Linked DNA regions of Oryctolagus cuniculus: all the other regions are linked to region 5. The links are chromatin contacts, called in public Hi-C and Micro-C maps. All regions are on one chromosome and are shown on one strand. The core of a region is the stretch at or near the end of the contact, and the rest is flanking DNA. Distances in the headings are between cores, read along the strand shown.

The links. A called contact is a pair of places that touch in the nucleus more often than the background predicts.
Region 1: a contact with region 5 is called in a Hi-C map of an unstated tissue, with 2.2 times the contacts expected there. The contact joins the enhancer-like site here to the promoter of BCL6 in region 5. A contact is called at or near these places in 3 of 6 Hi-C or Micro-C datasets (psoas muscle, skin fibroblasts and an unstated tissue).
Region 2: a contact with region 5 is called in a Micro-C map of ear pinna, with 8 times the contacts expected there. The contact joins the enhancer-like site here to the promoter of BCL6 in region 5. A contact is called at or near these places in 4 of 6 Hi-C or Micro-C datasets (ear pinna, psoas muscle, skin fibroblasts and 1 more).
Region 3: a Micro-C map of ear pinna shows a contact between it and region 5, with 4 times the contacts expected there. The contact joins the enhancer-like site here to the promoter of BCL6 in region 5. A contact is called at or near these places in 3 of 6 Hi-C or Micro-C datasets (ear pinna, embryonic fibroblasts and an unstated tissue).
Region 4: a contact with region 5 is called in a Hi-C map of embryonic fibroblasts, with 4 times the contacts expected there. The contact joins the enhancer-like site here to the promoter of BCL6 in region 5. A contact is called at or near these places in 3 of 6 Hi-C or Micro-C datasets (embryonic fibroblasts, skin fibroblasts and an unstated tissue).
Region 6: a Hi-C map of an unstated tissue shows a contact between it and region 5, with 4 times the contacts expected there. The contact joins the enhancer-like site here to the promoter of BCL6 in region 5. A contact is called at or near these places in 3 of 6 Hi-C or Micro-C datasets (liver, skin fibroblasts and an unstated tissue).

The regions. Positions count from the first base shown.
Region 1 is chr4:91,310,341-91,313,229 of mOryCun1.1, forward strand. All of the region lies in intron 3 of LPP (LIM domain containing preferred translocation partner in lipoma), which reads right to left. Among named protein-coding and RNA genes, the nearest start is that of LPP, 190 kb to the right of the region's middle. Within about 2 kb of position 1,536, at least 2 of the 8 cell types and tissues checked have an H3K27ac peak or open chromatin away from gene starts, as enhancers often do.
Region 2 is chr4:90,888,548-90,891,791 of mOryCun1.1, forward strand. All of the region lies in intron 9 of LPP (LIM domain containing preferred translocation partner in lipoma), which reads right to left. Among named protein-coding and RNA genes, the nearest start is that of MIR28, 90 kb to the right of the region's middle. Within about 2 kb of position 1,439, at least 1 of the 8 cell types and tissues checked has an H3K27ac peak or open chromatin away from gene starts, as enhancers often do. A contact at or near this core is called in ear pinna, where this site is marked.
Region 3 is chr4:91,276,029-91,278,979 of mOryCun1.1, forward strand. All of the region lies in intron 3 of LPP (LIM domain containing preferred translocation partner in lipoma), which reads right to left. Among named protein-coding and RNA genes, the nearest start is that of LPP, 230 kb to the right of the region's middle. Within about 2 kb of position 1,388, at least 2 of the 8 cell types and tissues checked have an H3K27ac peak or open chromatin away from gene starts, as enhancers often do. A contact at or near this core is called in ear pinna, where this site is marked.
Region 4 is chr4:90,983,565-90,986,873 of mOryCun1.1, forward strand. The region is part of intron 7 of LPP (LIM domain containing preferred translocation partner in lipoma); the gene reads right to left. Among named protein-coding and RNA genes, the nearest start is that of MIR28, 5.3 kb to the left of the region's middle. Within about 2 kb of position 1,732, at least 2 of the 8 cell types and tissues checked have an H3K27ac peak or open chromatin away from gene starts, as enhancers often do.
Region 5 is chr4:91,880,462-91,883,603 of mOryCun1.1, forward strand. It overlaps BCL6 (BCL6 transcription repressor), which reads left to right and starts at 1,845. Exons shown (of 10, transcript XM_008266642.4): 1 at 1,845-2,029. LOC138849491 (a long non-coding RNA gene) reads right to left here and starts at 531. Exons shown (of 4, transcript XR_011388364.1): 1 at 1-531.
Region 6 is chr4:91,367,688-91,370,710 of mOryCun1.1, forward strand. All of the region lies in intron 2 of LPP (LIM domain containing preferred translocation partner in lipoma), which reads right to left. Among named protein-coding and RNA genes, the nearest start is that of LPP, 130 kb to the right of the region's middle. Within about 2 kb of position 1,489, at least 3 of the 8 cell types and tissues checked have an H3K27ac peak or open chromatin away from gene starts, as enhancers often do.

The DNA of each region.
Region 1 (2,889 bases), core at 286-2,785, 570 kb before region 5:
CAGTACAAGCCTAGATACATGCCATCCCCAGGGCAGCCAAAATAGTTTCAACCAACTCTAAATCCACCAAGTGTTTTACTAGATGGACTAAATATGTAGCAAAGATAAAACAAAAAAGAAAGGAGAGGAGGAGCAAAGGGCATGGACTACAAATTGGATAAACAGCTCTGCCTAGTAGCTAAAGGATGCTGGTATTGTCATTCCAGTTTTACACATAAGAAATCTGCAGTGCTGAGATACAGTGGCGGGCCAAGGGCCTCACACAGAGTCACTGATGAAGCAGGGAGGCCCCAGTGCTGTGGTAAACTAATAAACAGAGCCTCAACATCTAGTTACCAGTGGGGCAGGCCCGCTCAGGCTATTGCAAAGGATGAGAAACATCTGGAAACAAGGAGCCATAGCAGCTACTTGTAGCAAAGGTTTTATATTGAGTAGACACTCAACTAGTTATGTCTGAGTAAAAGCATGGCAAAAGATTTATGAGACAGAGCTCTGTAGCTCCAGAGGCAACCCAAGGCATGTATCACATGGGAATTTTTTTATTAAAATAAAGAGAACAGATTTCATGTATTTCATAGACACAATTCTAGGAACATAATGATGCTTCCCTCCCTGTCTCCCTGCCGCCCTCCCTCCTCCTTCTCTTTTTTTCTCATATGGGAATTAAAAAAAAAAAAAAACATTAAAACACACAAGAACTCAGACGCCAGCACATGTAGCAATGGCCCCAGCCAGACAGCAAAGGCATATTGGCACCACTATAATTTGTCCATTCACCAATATGCTTCCCGAAAAACACCCATATGCTTTCTTTTAGCTTCCATATGCTTTTTAAAAGGAAACTAAAATATTTCATTAGTTTTCAGTAATTAATAATTACTTATTTCACAATAGTCACCCTCATTAAAAAACGAAAATAACTGATTAAGCTGCAGGATCCTGGCTTTCAAGTCAAGCTTATTTTATTTTATTTTTTCATTCTTCCCCTTGAGGAGTTGAGTAATAGAGTAAAGCAGCCAGTGTGGAAATATTCACATTATTGGGAATGAAGAGTTATCATACATACAGCCCAGCATTCCTCTTGACTGAGACATCACGGCTTAATGAAAAGAATATGGACTTAGGATCAGAAAGCCTTGAACTCCAATTCCAGCTGGACCCTTTGAGAATAGTACTTCTGAGGAAATGGGAGGCGTTGAAAAGATAAAGCTTGCTAGATCCCTTCAACCCAGTCTTCCATATTCCCAGGGAGAAACTCCATAGGGTTCCCACTCGCCATCTCCAGGCATGGGTACAGCGTGCCCCAAGAATGTTGGCAGCAGGCCAGGGCCAAGAGCCTTGATACTGTTGTGGGGCCTGAAAGAACACTGCTTCAGCTCTAATGAGTATAGGAACTACCTGGGGATCTTGTTAACCAACAGACTCGGAATGGGGAGGTCTGGAGTGGGGCCCGAGGTTCTGCATCTCTAACAAGCTCCCAGGTGACGCTGATGCTGCAGATTCTCATACCAAACACTGAGAATCAAGGACCTACAAAGTGTCAAGATGAAGCTGAGAAACACAGCCTATGAAAAGTGGACAACTGTGACAGGGGTTACTAGTCATACGGACACTCATTCCTCTGTGTACTGAACAGCATTGTGGCATTTCACTAAACATCACTGACATACCACCAGTAGGGTATGACTTCCATTTTACAGACAACAAAGCTGAGGCTCAAAGGAATCAAGTCATTTATCGAGGACCAAGTGCTTAATAACGTTGAGCTCCAAATCCGAGATTCCTATGGAGTGCTGGTATAAAGTCTGGTTCTAAGTCTGCCTTTATGTGCAGGGAGGCACTCACCTGCGGCCTGAATTTTAACACATCATGCTTCTTCTACGAGCCTCTGTTTCTCCATCCGTACACTAAACATGCTGCCCCTGACCACCGCGGAGGCCTCTCCCATCTCCTGTGCTGTCTTTCACTCCTGTGGCTCCCTTACATACTCACGGTGGGTCACCGAGCACTAAGGACTAGCTTCACACATGTGGCAGTCATTACAACTTGGCAGAGTCCACATCTGAGCGGCTCACATCTGCATTTGTGCTGATCTAAGCATGGTCAGAAGTCTATCTCTGTTAAAAGTCCCACGCTCCATATAACATGGGAAAAACAACAAACAGATTCCCCAAAGCATTGAAATTCCAATTCAGTAGATAACTCACAGTATGATCAGGGCACTGTGACCCTAACTAACTCTTTGTCCCCTTTTTTCACTTCTAGAGACCATTAACCTGCAGAAGTTGGGAAAACTTTGAGTTCCTTATAGTGCATTTATGCAGTTGTCCAATATTTTTTAAACTGCCTTAAAGTGCCAAGAACTTAATTAATGAATGACCATTCTCTTACAAGTGATTTAAAATGTGCAGTCTTGTCCCTCTCTCAAGTCCCATAGCACACATTCTCTATGCCCCCTGGGGACCCATTTACTATTTTCCACCAGAAATCTCTTTGGTTTAGACATTTGTTCATTGTTCTTATTCATATCCAGTGTTATCTCTGGAGGTAGATAGATTTCAGAGAAGATAATGGATTTAAACCTAGACTTTGCTGTTTATTATCTATACAACTTTGGACAAATTATTCAACCTCTCTGAGCATAGTTTTCTTTTACAAAATGGGGGAAATAAGTTTCTAATGTATTAAAATGATAAAAAATTTAACAGATTGTGGGTTAAAAGTGCATGTGAGTGAGTAACTGAATTCTATAAGTAGAAAGCAGGATGAAAATTTCAATCTTACGGGCAGGCTTTGGACACAGCCGTTAAGACATTGGGTAGAACACCTGCATCCCATATCAGCGTTCCAGCTCCACTATGGAATCCAGCTTCCTGCTGATGTACAACC
Region 2 (3,244 bases), core at 189-2,688, 990 kb before region 5:
GCTTCACCAGATATATAATGAGACTTTCCCCAGCCCTAGGTTTACTAAGCTTTGACTTTGCTAAATGATCAATAATAGTCTTACTCATCTGTTTGGAGTAAAAGAAAAACAAACATGGGGCATTGGCAGAAAAATAAGATTTGTCCTGCAACGCAGTAGTGTAGAACTCCATGGAGATTTCCTTCTATTCCCTCAAATGCTCCTGTCCCCCTACTCCTTTCCTGTGAGGCTCCAACACATTTACCACTTTCTACTTTATGGGAAAACTATTTATACATATCTTCCGCATCATAATAGAATCCTAGATTCTTTGCCTAAGTGAGAGTGAAAATATAAATATTCACTATCGTAAGGACTACATTTTAGAAGGCTCAGTTTTATTTTAACTGATGTGTCCCATGAGCTTCATTAATATAAGCTGCCTCAAATAGTTTTTAAGCATTATGACAGGACCAAAAATACCTCCTGTGGAAGATAGCTATACTCTTCAAAAAAATAATTGATGCCATTTAGAAAGTTATCACATGTGTGTTTGTGACTTTCAAGTTGCTTGAAGAGTTCTCAGTGTATCTACTTGGTTGTCAGGTTCCAAGCCAGTCTTTCCCTTCTCTTGGAACGTTACTTTCCCATACCATGAGAGTAAGGATGATCTCTTCATAAAATGGTATATATATTCTTTGATATTCTACAACACACCACGCCCTTGTCATTGTGAAGTGTTCAGAAAGAGCCTCTGCCCTGCTGTAATGATGATGTCAGCCTTGGCTGGCATCCCCTTACTCTGCCAAGTGAATAAGAGAAGAGAGACTTTATTGACTTATTTACTTATTTTTAAGGAAAGTCTGGTTCTGAGAGGGGATTTTCCCATCCCATTAAAAGTCATCAGAATCTCAGAGAACTTCCACTCAAACTCCTTGGCAATTTTCATGTGCGAGTCAGATAGGTATGTATGACCTTGAGTGCAGTAGCTCTTAGATAATTCCATGGCTGGAAGCTAGACAGCTGGCTTCACTCACACATCTTTCCCTTCAACCTTTTATATTTACATTTTGCAATGCCTCTGCTCGTAGGCTTCTACAGCCAAGTTCTCCTCTTTCCTTCTATACACAGACTCTCAAGTCCAAGGTATACCAAAGGGCAAGCAAATAGTATGTGAGTCAGAGACCGGGAGGAAACATTGGCACTTAGAGTAAAATGGGTCCCCCTTTCAATCCCCTTGAACTATCAAAACAGCAACGGACTCGCCTATTGTGATAAGCACTCCAGAAAAGACAAAGATGAACCAAAAGTGACCCTGACCCTCCCTCCAAAACACGCTTTAAAAACGGTTCAAGTCAGTAAAGGAATACGTCAAGGACTACAGTGACTATCATACCAGCTGCAGTGATGTTAAATCCTACAAGAGACGTGGAAACCACCTTGGGTATTCAAGATAGGTCACATCTAGGTAGGGAAGTTCCAGGAAAACAGGGAAGCATACTTTTTAAAATTTATTTTCAGAGAGAGAGAGGAAGAAGGAACTAGGCTGGAAGAACAGACACATGCATCTCAAACTTCAATGTGCTTAAGAACTCTGCCCCCACCCCAGCCCCCCAGCCTTGAAAAGATGTGAAGTTCTTATCTCTTTGTGCAGAAATTCTGGGGAAGGATCTCAAATGTTAGTTGTTCCAAGAGGCCTTCAGGAAGATCCCAAAGCAGGTGCCTTCTGACATCTTTTGGGAAAACTAAGCTTCCTGAGTCTTGTGATTGCAGGTGATGTTCCAGGGAGTGAAATGCTGACTTGTAATTGTCCTGTGGTGAGTCCAATTAGGCCAAGTTCTCTGCTCTGGTGCAGTTACTTATTTCTCAACACCCTACACTGGTTTTTGCTCAGCCCTGCCCTGACTCCTCATTTAGCCATATGGCCATGTGAAGCAAGAAACAGTACCTTCATTCTGGATGCAGGGAGATGGAAGTTAAAAGAAATGGGGTGAATACGGAGTATTCAGTACTGGGACACTGAAATTAGGAGAAATGGGGTGAACAGCTAGTCATGCTCAGCTTGAACCACCTGATTTGAAATTCCATATTATTTCTATAAAATAATTTGTTGCCTCTCACCAAGCTCCCTAAGTGAGAGAGTATCTTACCTAGGATCCTAGAACTTAGTTTCAAGTTTATTTTTAAGATTGATTTTATAGCATAACACACACACACACACACACACACACACACACACACCAGTCCCTTTTCCTCAAATAGAGAATACAAGGTGGGTGATAAATAATTTCTTTCTTCTGAGGGTACAACAGAATTCAGCAGTCCTGCTAACAAAGAGTCCATGTTGTGTAGCTAGGTAATTATCATTTCTTTATCTGTTAAGAGATACAAGATAAATATGAAAGAAAATGAGGAATCGACTCCTTCCCTATTTTCTTTCCATCCTTTTATCTCTAAAGTAGGAAGTTTACTGAACCACCGCCAACAATTCACTCAGCCTAATGAAGTGTATAAGTAATGGGATTAAATAATCTTAAACCATTATTACAGTGGCCTGATGTTGACATTCATCCAAACTCTGGCAAACATCGAGTGGTGAGTTCATGCTTGATTTAAAAATAAACAAACTAGGGCAGTGAGAAGGTTCTAGCATAAAGTTTCAGAGGCATTTAACCTGGAAATCTGAGAGCCTTCATTCTGGTTAGGACTGAAGCAAACACTGTCCTATTTCTACACTCTCCAACCAAAATTTACAGAATCCAACATTTTCTAGGGCTGTGTCTCTGGACCCACAGCCACAGAAGGTTAAAATTCTCTATGTCTGTCCCAAAGAAAGCATTTCTTTGAAGGCACCAAAAAGGACCATGGTTTCTATTCCCACCCCTGCCATTAATAAACCATGTAACCCCAGGCAAATCCGTCAGCTTCCTTGGGCTCTAGCCTTCTCAGTTATGAAATGATGTTACTAAATTTCTAAGGTCCCCTCTAGCCCTTAAAGACATGAAAAGTGAGTACTGTTTGGGATAGGATCTTGGAGGGAAACATTATGTCCTCCTAGGCTTCCTTGTTGCCCTGGGCAATCTACTTACAGGTCTCTACCTCACTTTCTTTGCCACTGTACATGGCCTTGGAGACTGTGGAGAATGTGGTGAGCAGTAACCAAGATCTGGAAAGCGCTGGGTGCTATTTGGGGAAAAAGGCTAAAAAAATACAGTAGCCACGGACAGTGCAGTAACTATCCGTTCTCCCACCAAAAACGCTGATG
Region 3 (2,951 bases), core at 138-2,637, 600 kb before region 5:
CAACAGGGTAGTGAGCCTCAAAGTATGTCTTTTCTACAAAAGCTTACTGTGTAGAAATACCCTTTCCTCCCAATTTAGGTGTTGAACTTCATATGAAGATAAACTTAGGCTTTGTGTGTTCACTTCAGAACCTCAAAGTCTCAACTTGAAGTATTTTAACCCTTGGAGAGAAAATTCACATGAAATCCACCAGCTAATAAGGAGCACATCCTGGAGTCTTCTCAGTGCAGTCTGACAACAAATTCAGCAGAAGTTTATCTGCCTGCACGCCCAATGGATAAGCACGATCAGTCTCCACCAATCCATAACGGCCAAAGATAACTGAAGGAGTCCACATCTATTTTGATGTTCTGTGAATTTTGAGAGCTTGTAATTAGGTCCCAGTGGAGGTAATATTTAGAAAGGAACAAAGTAAAATCATCAAAAGACAGTTATAGAATGAATGGTTAACAAGGTAGAGTCTGTACGTACATACATGCATTTGTGTGTGTGCGTGTGTGTGTGTGTGTGCACGCATGCTGTGGCTTAAGCATTATCTAGTGCAGGCATGTTCATCTGTGTGTGCAGCACTGCTGTGATTTAAGCCTTCCCTGCCGCAGGTACACTTTCCAGGAGTCTAGCAACCACCCCAGCAAATGCTGAGATAGTTTCCTATTTCCTGACACACTCCAGACTTTTCTTCTCATTCACGGGGTTTTCTCAGTGTTGAGATACACATCAATCTTCCCTCGCACCCCTTTTTGTTCACCTTTTGAAAGAAGTATTAATCTTTTCCCCTGTGATTTCACTGAAAGTGTGAACAATAAAAATTAGGGTGCAGGCAATCGGGATGAGGCAGAAGCCAGGGAAATTCTGAAATATGAAAGACTCACCCTAGCAGAGAGACAGAGAGAGTTTGGGATTACATACATGGTGAACCGTACCTATCCTTCCAACTTCTTAAGATTAATCTTCTCTTCTCACCCATCCCTGTTATACACTCTGTATCTTTAATGTTGGCGCTGTGCTGACCTAGCTAGGATCAGAACATTCCTGCTAAAACACCCATCTCCTTCACCAGATGCACAAGTCCTTAAAGGCCGGGCCTCACCCTCGCCATCTTTCTCAGCTGGAAAGCATCACACACAGTGCCTGAGAAAGAAACTCTCAAACATTTTCTGAATGATATCCAACGCATGCTTCTTTGTAGAGAGCAGAAAAGTCTGCAGAGAAAGGCAACTACTTTTATCTCAGATTGTTTTCCAACCTGCAAGCTTGCAGACCTAAGTACAGTCTTCATGTTTCTTGTTTGTGAAGCTCCGCCGTGTGTGCCTCTTATGTTAAGTGCAGAGGCACAGCCCTCCCTGCCACTGCATGGCCATAGTCAGTCTGTCAAGCACTGGGGCCCAGCACGGCAGCCCCAGGAGCCCTTCCCTTCTCAGCTCTGTCACAGGAAGGGTGTGACAGAGCCCTGCCTTCCTCCTACTCCCTAGAGCACACTTGCGCAATCATCCAGCAAGTCCCATGTTGACCAAACAGAAAATTAAAGTCTCCCTCAAGAAAGAAGCTTTCAAAAGTCTCAAGTAGTTCAATGCAAGGTCAAAGTCAAAGGTTTAATAAAGAAGCTAATCAACACACTAAAGAAAGGTGAAGAGTGTATGAGAAAGAGCATTTCTCACTTGGGGTAGATGCACTGGAAGAAATTAAGGAAGAGGCCATGAATTAGTCACATTTAAACAAGGCCATAAAGGATGTACTGTCTGAAATAAATAATACCCTTACAGAAATCAAGAGCAGCATTTGAGATCTGCCTAAAGTGAGGCCAAGGGCTGGCTTGGAAGACCAGGTGCCAGTCTGGGGGCATCCTTAATGACTCCAAGGCCATTGTACTTGACCTGCAGAATACACAGCGAGGGGGGGAAGCAGCAGGATGTACTATGTAGACTCCTCCTCCTCGTCTCTGACCCCCTCCCCCACCAATCTCACCCAAGGAAAGGATGCTGGCACTTAGGAAATGTCACCTTCTGCACATTCCAACATCCAGAGAGACCTTGGGTCCCTTAGTAAGCAGCTGGATCATCAGGGAAGTCCACTTGTAAGCGACATTATCCCCATAACTCTGTGAACACATGTGCCTTTCACATACACAGACATGTACATATATATATGACGAACAGTAAAAAAGCAAACAGATTTGGAGAAACAAATAGGCTAGACAGAGGATTCATAAATATTTTGGATTCAAAGTAAAGAAAGAAATCATAAGCCCAAAACATCGAATGGGCAAGGAGATGAACTTACATTGAATATAACCATATATACACTTTCTGGGACTCATGGGCGAAGGGTCTTGCTAGTGGCCAGAGAAATGAAAACTGAAGGCCGGCACCGCAGCTCACTAGGCTAATCCTCCACCTGCGGCACTCTGGGTTCCAGTCCTGGTTGGGGCGCTGGTTCCGTCCTGGCTGCTCCTCTTCCAGCCCAGCTCTCTGCTGTGGCCCAGGAGTGCAGTAGAGGATGGCCCAAGTCCTTGGGCCCTGCACCAGCACAGGAGACCAGGAGGAGCACCTGGTTCCTGGCTTCAGATCACCACAGGCGCCAGCCTTAGTGGCTATTTGGGGGGTGAACCAATGGAAAAGGAAGACCTTTCTCTCTCTCTCTCTCTCTAACTCTGCCTGTTAAAAAAAAAAAAAAAAAAGGAAATAAGAACTGAATCAATAGGGCGCCATTTTGATCAAACTGATTACTATGTTAGCATAAAATAAATACACAATACATAGCTATCTGTGTGTCGAGGGAGAACATCTTGCTGATGTGGTGTAAATTTCATTTGTGTCTTTGCAAACGAAACCCTGGTGATTATTTTATGAGCCAAAATATAAATGGTATTTACCCAAACATCCCACTCCTGAGACTCTGTCTCAAATGTAAGTCTAGCTGAAGTAAAACCACAATGATTTTTAAAGTAAATG
Region 4 (3,309 bases), core at 482-2,981, 900 kb before region 5:
TGAACACCTTTGTCATCCTATACTACTATGTTCCCAGTAGCACACAGAGAAAACAAGTGTAAAGGAAATTGTTTTCTTTCAGCATTGTATAATTTTGATTTCATATTAACATGCCTCAGGGAATAAAATATGTATTTACATAAAAAGTTTTGGTAATAGCATCGTGAAAAGTAATTAAATGAAACAACAGATTCTATTTGCTAAGGCCTCAGTTCCTAACAAAAGTATGTGACAGTGTCCTGATGTGAGATCTGGACAGGCCCTTCCTCCACCCAATCTTTACCCATGAGCCACCTGAGATGTGTTTGGATCACTCTTGACTTAACTTATGGAATCTAGAAACATGCCTGACACATGAAATAATCTGGCAGGCATTGGATTCACTGACATAACCCTATGGGCAAGGTGAATGTACATGTTTCATAATACAAGAAAACATGCTTCCCCTCCGCCAGTTTTCTATCCCCAAAAATGTTCAAGAAAGAATTCACCAACTAAGAGGATGGAGAGTATTTTAGATATTATCTAGACTAATGGATCTCAACCTGTTATGGAACACAGTGCATCCAGGTAGTGTTTAATGGATCTTTGGGGGTTGATTTCAAACTTTATTTATATTTTTGATTTACATGCACTACATGTACATTTTTATGTGGGTATACTGCAATATTTTAGCACATGTAAACAGCATAAATGATCCACTTATATCATTGTAAACTGCAGTCACTCAGCTGTGCTGGAGAACAGCAGAACTTGTTAATTGTATCTTACTATGGGACAAGATTCCTTGACTATTCCACTGTACACTTATGCTTACCTCCTTATTACTCTTGGGTGTAAATGTCTAGGTAGCTAAAAACAAAGTCCCACAAACACATACCAGCCTCCTGGCCCCTGCAACTCTGATTGCCTAACTGACCACTCATTTTCATATTTTTATCCTTAACAAATTTCAAGGGGTTTTCCCTCATTTGGGGCCCTCTTTCTGTCAGATGAGGAGATATTCAGGGTGCACAGTCGAAATCTCAGACGGGTGAGGCAGATGGACACAGCAGCTCTTACAAACTGTTTCCCTAGGAAACCAGGCACAAAAGCAGGATTTTAACCAAATATAAAACTGGCAGTCAAAATGTGAGAATAGAAGCTTCAAGTTGTGGACTGGTGGGGAATCCCAATAGCCTATCTCTGCAAGCCACACAGAGGAGGTGAAACCAGAGTAGGGGTACGTTTCTCTGGGTGAAACTAGTAAGGCTTGGAGGACATGAACTTCCTCAAAAGATCATTCCAGTAACCAGCACACATGGTTTCTCAGTGATACTCCTGAGTCATTTATGAGAAAGGAAAAAGGGAAAGAGACGAGGCCCACTACAACTGACAAGTCCACGTCCACGATCTGCAGCCTGACTCACGGTCAAATGGAGAGTCAGACTTGGGAATTTGCATAGACGTCCCTTTACTCCATCACGATCCGTCTAAGTGATTATAAAAATAGGCCTTGCAGAGTTCCTGGGCTACTCACTGCCATTGCCGAGTAATGTAACATGTAACATAATTCATGACTTAAGATCCCTTTGTATAGTTTTTCACTGACTCACTCCTACCCACAGGGTTTTAGATTTAAAAGCTAATGCTAGCTTTTCCTTGTGCTTTAATTTAGGATTCTGTATCACTGTAGCCTCATCTCCTTTTTAGTCATCCTGTTTTAGGATAAAGGGAAAAGCAGAGGAGCCCGAGAATAGAAAGTGACTGTTGCTACAGCTCTGTTTGGCTGCCAAGTCTCCTCCAATTGTCTCCAGTCCCCTCTATGCATTCAGGCCGTAAGCGTTGCCCTCTCCTGGCTGATAGGAGTGTGTTAAATCTCTCTGCAGTGATGGGGACTCACTGCATGTGGTGCCTGGCTTCTGTTTCTGTAAAACACTATTTTATTTGGATTTCAAGGTGATTATGGACACCCTCGGAGGTTCATAACAACTTAGGAATTTTCATGGTTGTTTACTCCGCTTGCAACATGAGCTACAATTAGGGAGAATATAAACTTTTACAACAACAGCTTAGCCTAGTTCTCCTCCTGAAACGCCTGCTCTCCCTCTTCCCTCAAGTCCTGTGAACTTGCCAAAGTGGCCATAACAAATGCTGCTGCATGGTGGTTGGCCCTGGCTGACCATGCAACAGCCGTGACAGGCTCCTGGGATGGTCAGAGTTGTGAGAGAGCCTATGAAGGAATTAACCAGAGACTGGAAAAGTACAAGATGTGAGCTGCATGCTGTGTGCTTGAGCGTATGTGTGTGTGTGTGTGTGCACTGACACATATGCTAATAAAGGCAAGAGGATGGGACAGAAAAGCTTTTCCACTAAAAGTCACACAATCTGCGTTACCGTTGGTTTGAAAAGTCAGTACTTTCATGCATGTGCATCGTGAGTTTAAATGTGGAAACAATTTTTCCTTGTGTGACATTTCTTGCTTTGCTATTAATATAGCAAATTCCCAGAAGTCAGAAAAGAAAGAATATGGAAATAGAAATCCTGAATTCACATGCTGGCCAAGAAGTACCTGCGGGACCTGGAGGAGGTCTTGAGGCCTCAGTTTTGCTATCTCTATCAAAGGAGGACGTAGTAAGGCTGGTGTATTGATTTTACAGGACTGTGGCACGGACCATGTGATGTAATATCTTCAGCCACTGACCTAGTAAATCTTTATTGAGCTTTTCCTCCTTTCCAGACTTTGTTCAAGGAGCTAAAGAGGCAGGGGTGAAAATGGCAAAGTCCCTATAACTCAGCTTATCATGGAAATGTATGTTTAGCATGAAAAGTTTGAAGTTGAATATTTGAAACAAGCAATACACGTGTATATTAAGTAGATGCACATGCATATATGCGTACGTATCACACGCCATGCACACAGGCTCAGGACACTGACAAATGATATGGACATAGAAGTGAAACAATTTTGTAAATAGTAAAATGTCATGGAATTCAAAAGTATTGGTTAACATTATTATGGCCGTAGATAGAAGCTTCCTACCACTCCTTTCCCATCCCTTCCTCCTCTCCTTTCCTTCCTTCCTTCCTTCAATTCCAGTTAACTGCATATTTTCAAAACTGTGTTAGAAAAGTCAGCATTGTGGCACAGCAGGTAAAGGCACTGCCTACAAAGCTGGCATTCCACATGGGCACTGTTTCAAGTCCTGGCTGCTGCACTTCCAATCTAGCTTCCTGTTAGAGGGCAGTTTCATACGTGCCCTCAGGGGGCACACAGATGTCATAAAGATAAAGCATTAATTATTAAGACAATAATAAGTGATTGTCAGC
Region 5 (3,142 bases), core at 595-3,094:
AACTTCTCATGGGACCGCCAGTGCAGAGCTCCAGGACAATCCCAGCAGCTTTTCACAGAGCGCTGCTCATCTTCCCATCAGAAACCCCAGTTTGGGGTGGGGAGAAGCAGATTATCTGGGGAGATATCTTTATTAGGAACTCACATGTGGAGAAATGTGGTGGTACCTTTAAGAACTCGTCTGTAATTTAATGAGTGGCTGGAAGCGCTGGTGGGGCCAAGGCTCAGAATGGCTTGACCTTTGGAAGCGGCTTCTGGTCCAAACATTTTGGGTTAATTCTTGAGGAATCTGAAATATTATTTTCCCCTCACACCCTTCTTTTAAGCGAGAGACATAAAAGCAACAAGAGTCTCCCTCATTCAGGGATGAGTAGGAGGGGAAAAAACCCCAACCAACATTTAAATAGGGAAACTGGCAGCTCTGAACAAACAAACCGAGGCCCACAGTGAAGTGATTCCGCATACTGCATTTGCCTTTAAAAAGAAAGGGAGAGAAAAGAGAAAGAACGGTCCCCCCCCCCTCCCCTGCGCTGGAGAGCCTAGGACCTGCCTGCGCGCGGTGCCCTGGAGTTGCGGCACAGGCTGTTCTAAACGCACGCAGGCTCGCTGACACGGGCCCGGCCGGCCTTTGCAATTCCCTCCGGCTGAGCTCTGAGACACAGACTCCAGAGATCCTTTTTTTTTTTTTTTTTTTTTTTTTTCCACCGCGACCTTGAAACAAGCCCGGAAAAGGAAAATCAAAACTTTGAGAAGCAGCAAAACACCAACATGTATTCGGCTCACAGCATTCCTGTAGAACACACGCGCACACATACCCATAGACACACGTTTCTTGCCACAAGACATTTCCTAAGAGTCGACAATAACAGAAAGAGCAAACCCACCACTTGCAGTCCTGGAAAGAAACGAACCAAAACAAATGCTTTCAACATCTCAAGTGCAAAGGAGCCTTCCCCTTCAGAAAAAGTCCAAGGGGAAAAGAAAATTGCACCAAAGGGGAGGAAAAAAGTGGGGGTTGGGATTGTCACAGATGAGCAAAAATGTAAGCTTCTTTCAACAGTCTGAGTACTGAAATAATGCATCTTCTCTAAACCGCTTCAGCGATCAGACAGGGAAAGAAAAAACATACGAGACAAAATCCAACCGATGACGGATCCTAGGATTTACGTAACAGCACAAACTTGCAAAAGGCAAAAATCAGAAGCAACATTCGAAAAGCATTAAAATACAACAACCAAAAATCCCAAGCCACCACACCAAAGAAGAAGGAGGAGGAGGAGGAGGGGGAAAAAAAAAAAACACAAGCAAACAAAACCAAAAAGACCCTGTCCCAAATAAAAACAAAGCAAAGGAACCCACCGAAAATCGCTTGGCAAATATTTTTTCTCGTGGTGCCTAATATTCTAGCTGGAAAGAGCTGTGTTTATTGTTTGCTTTTTTTTCCCCCTCTTACTCGCTCCTCTAAACCTACTATCTCTCTATTTTCCAGTGGTTCAAATCTCTCGCTCCCTTTTGGGTATTTAGCTCGAGGAGCTGAGTTTATGGGTGAGAGAGGAGGAAACAGCCCTAGACCCCGGGAAAGCAAAGCGCACTCCCCCTCTTATGTCACCGAATAGCAAATTAGTTCTCAGAATTCCAGAGGCCGAGCTTTGCTACAGCGAAGACGCCGACGTCACAGAGGAGGCGCCCACGTGATGGTGGCGGAGCAGGCCGTACCATCGTCCGCGGGCCGGGGAGGGAGGGCCGCCTTCTGGCCCCTCGGACCCCGAGCTGGAACCCCCAAATCCGAGTCGTCTGTCTTGCGAGGACTTTGAAATACGCCAGCTCGTGGAAAGAAAGTGCGGCTTTGGGGGTATTTCATGGGGCGGAGGAGGCAAAACTCCCGGAGAGCTGACACCGAGTCCTCCCCTGCCACGCGGCAGTGGTAAAGTCCGCAGCTCAAATTCCGAGAATTGAGCTCTGTTGATTCTTAGAACTGGGGTTCTTAGAAGTGGTGATGCAAGAAGTTTCTAGGAAAGGCCGGACACCAGGTGATTATTGCTGTTGCTGCCGCCGCTGCTGCTGCTGCCGCCGCCGCCGCTGGTGCCGCTGGTGCCGCTGCCGCCGCCGCTGCTCATAATCATTATTTTACCTTTTAATTCTTTTTTTTCCGCTCTTGCCAAATGCTTTGGCTCCAAGTTTCCTATGTGTATCTATTGATATGAATGTATATATTTATTTATTCTAGCTGTCAGGTGTTAAAATAAATGCCGAAGATTAGTCCCACGTCTCTCCCACTCGAGGATCTAGATTTTTATGTATTTATTATTGTTGTTGTTGTTGTCTTTGAGGGAACCGGCCGGTTTCGGGAGGCTTTGGCCACCCTCCCTTGTGTTGTTTTGGTTTTTTGAAGAGGAGGTGGAGGAGAGGAAGGAGGGGAGCTAGGGGGCGGCCGGAGCGGAGAGGAGCAGACCGTGTTCGGGGGGTGGCTCGGGCCAGTCTGGGGCTGTGTGGCCGCAGACGGCGCAGAGGACGCGCGCTCGCGCCCTCGGCTTCTGCTGCTGCTGCTGCTGCTACTTGCGTACGGCTTGTGATCGTGCTGGATTCGTGCGGCTGTGTCTGTCCGCGCCCTCTCGCTTGCAAACCGCCTGCCTCGCTGCTCGCTGCTCGCTCCTCGCTCCGGCCTCGCCTTCCCTCCCTCCCTCCGCCTCTCCCTCGCCTCCCCTGCCTTCCCCTCGGCCCGTGCTCCCGGGGAACTCCGGGAGGCGAGGAGGGAGGCTGCCCGCTCGCTCGCTCGCTCGCTCGCCCCGCTGGCTCCCTTCCACCGGCCTCGGTCCCTCAGATTCCCCGCCTCCGAGCCGAGCCGAGATTTGGGAGGAAAAAACGCGAGCGAACTCCTCGGGTGTTTGGTGTTGGCTGCTGCTGCCGCTGCCGCTGCTTTTTTTTTTTTTTCTTTTGGTCATAAACCCAGATGAAGTATCGTGCCTGCGATTTCCTTTCAGAGCCGTGGTCTTCCTAGCGAGGGACGAGTGCTTTGGTGGTCCCCGTCCTCTGGTGTTTTGGGGAGGTTTAGCTTGCAAGGGGGCGGGGGTGTTGAATACTTTTGGAAATTATTCTTTCTTGGTTGTAGTCGAGGGAGTCGGGCAGCCCCGCGCGCTCCCTTT
Region 6 (3,023 bases), core at 239-2,738, 510 kb before region 5:
CAGAGAGTGAGAGAGTAGTGCCTACTCTGGACAAAGAACCAAAGTTGTCCCAAAGGAAGAGGGGTATGGTCTGTCCAAGATTTCTAGAAATGAGAATTCACTCAGTGAGGTAAACAGGGAGTCTGGGTGGGCAGGACTTAGGTTTGCAAAGGGCATTCGCCTCAGAAGGTAAATCAACCAACTCATGCAACATAGTCAGTAGGCGAGAGTTGTGTGAGCAGACTCTCTGTAAATTACTTTAAATGTTGTTAAAATAATGATAGGCTCTGAAGAGCCCAAATAGGAGGAAATTTGTCACAAGCTGACAATTCAAGACACATATGCATCATGGCTACCAAATTTCCAAGGCAAATCTCTGCAGCCAAAACAAAGCAGAAAGCTCAACTTAGCCCATCTACTGGATTCCTTTGGGTGTCAAAACCAAGTCCAATCCACTTGTCTTGTGAGTGTCTACAAACCAGTCTTACTGTTTTACCTCAATATGAAATCCCCAATGTGAAGCAATGGATTAAGCTGCTAATGTAACCTAACTTAATGGCCCTTGAATACTGGTATTGATATTTGTTTACTGTTTCTTCATCTCTACAATAGAAATAATAAATTTTAAGTTATGCCCTATGTGTTAGTAAAATGGTGCCATCTTATCTGTGGCACCATCTATGCCCTGGTTGCCATCTTGGGCTCCGGTGCCCGTCACCACCTTGCATAGTAAGCTTCGGTCCTAAGCTCCATGGCCCAACCACAGGTGTCAGCTCCACCCACCCCCACCCAACCCTCCCCACTTAATGGGATTCATTGCTCCTACTTCCCTGTGCCCTGGCAAAGGTAGAACAGGACCTGCTTCCAGCATGCGTGCTCTCTCTTGATTCCTCTCTAGTCCTCTTCCCCACACCCCACCCCAGGCCCGTCAGGCGTCCCCCACCCAACAATAAACCTTTCCCTTAACTCCAGTGTTTGATGTGTTTTGTGGCGGCCTTACACTATGCAGTTGTTAAAAAAAGCTTAACTATTAAATAATGAAACATGTACTTTCATTTGTAAACAAACTATTGATTCTCATTTTTAAATAGGCATTTCTGTTTTCTATAAGCAATGTATAGTTCCTAATTTATGCTATCAATCTATTGATTTGTGCTTTGCAAGAATCTTTTCCTTTACCCAAACTTCCAAAAATAGAATTTTCCTATTTAGTAGATAAGATACTACCACCTAGGTTTTATTTTGGAATTTAGGCATTTACTCCTGAATTTCTTTATAATATGCATTCTCTTAAAAAAAGTCATCTGGAAAGGAAACAAAAACTTTGATATTCATGAGCAATGTCTAGAGTTTGGCACTGAGGGGTGGCTGTTATTTCTGAAACAGGAGTGGATTCTTGCACCAGGGACCTTGAAAGCATTACACAAGGTCTGTTTACTCAAGTCCGAGTTATCTAAGCATGTCCTTCAATTGGTGTTGCATAAGTAGATTAACCAGCCTGAGTTACAGCCTGAATTACATCACTCCCTGCTCAGAGAACTGTCCCTGGCTCCTTACTTCCATGCTCTGCTACCCCTGCCCCATGGTCCCTGCCTAAAGGAATGATGTTGAGATTCACTGAGTGGAGCCAAGAAGCCTAGTGCTAGCAAAACACTTCTCCCTTGCTTTCCCCTCGCCCCTCGCCCTGTTGGCCACTCTCCACTTATCCTTGTCCACAGGGGAGGAGTGCAGTAAGTTACCCAATTATGGAAGTCGGAAAAGGAACCAGGCATGTGCAACTCAGCTTCTTCCTCCCACTCTTTGGGAGTTGCCTGATTGTTCGACGCATATCCTCCCTGCTGCTCAAGTTAGGAGTTTTACACCAACAACCCCCATGGGGAGTGGTCCTGTGCAGGAGGTGTCTGAGAGGAAGAGGGTAAGTCTGCCTCTGGGTGCTAGGTTAGCAAAGCCAGGGGGCTAACAGCCCCCACAGCCCATTTTATAACCGAGAATCATCTCCAGCTGCCCGGCTCCTGAATGAGTTTCAGCTGGTTTCTAGATGGGTGCAAATGGAGCTGGGAACCAAGCTAGGAGCCGAGGCAAGGGTTAACTCAGTTTCAAGTAGTTCCCATCAAGCTCCAATCTATCCTCTACTCTTCTCACATGGAATAGCCACTGCCTTGCACCTGGCTACATCCATGTCTGCTTTTGTTCACTCTTCTCTTCTTTCTTACCCTCTGAAGCCTGGGGAGGCTTCTCGGATGCAACCAACCCCTGAGATCTCTCATTCCTTGAAGCCTCAACTATTCATTATCTCTTCCCAGCTTTTGGTCTTTAGGGTTCTGTAATCACACAAAGGTTTTTCAATCAAATCTCTCCAAAATCCCTGAATCCTCAAGGAGACTGAGCCCACTCACCTTTCCCACCCTACCCCCATTGGTCCAAGTCAATCCCTTCCCTGAGAACTTATGCGCCAGGTTGAAATGAAGAGCATTCTGTTCATTATCTTCATCTTTCCTAGGAAACAGGTATAGTCATCAACCTCTAGACTGAACGGGCTTTGTGTTCAAAAAGGTCCATCACTCTACCCACTTCAATATCCCTAGACTAACTATGGGGAACCTGTAGATTTTAGGCAGACCAACAGATATGGATGGAAATGAGGCCCAGTTCACAGCTAAACACTCTACCTTCACAGCCTGACCTTCCTGGATTTAAAGAAGAAAAAAACTCAAAAAAAATTACAAAAAAAAAAAGGAAGATGGAGAAAAAAGTCCAAATGGTCACTGGAAGGAAAGACCTAATTGCTCAATATGAACAAGCTTCCCCCTTCCCCAATCCTTGCTCTGAAAACAGAGGTCAAGATGACTGTGGTTTTGTCACCAGATGAATAACAAGCCCGGAGGATTGCTAGAATTACAAGGCCCAGACCAGATCCACTCAAATAGAGCTGGAAGCTTTCTAGTAACTCTAACCGTGCATGGGGAATGAGCTGCTTAGAAAAGTGAGTCACTTACTGGAATCCGTGCTGCTTGCATTACTCAGCTGATATTAATACACCCACT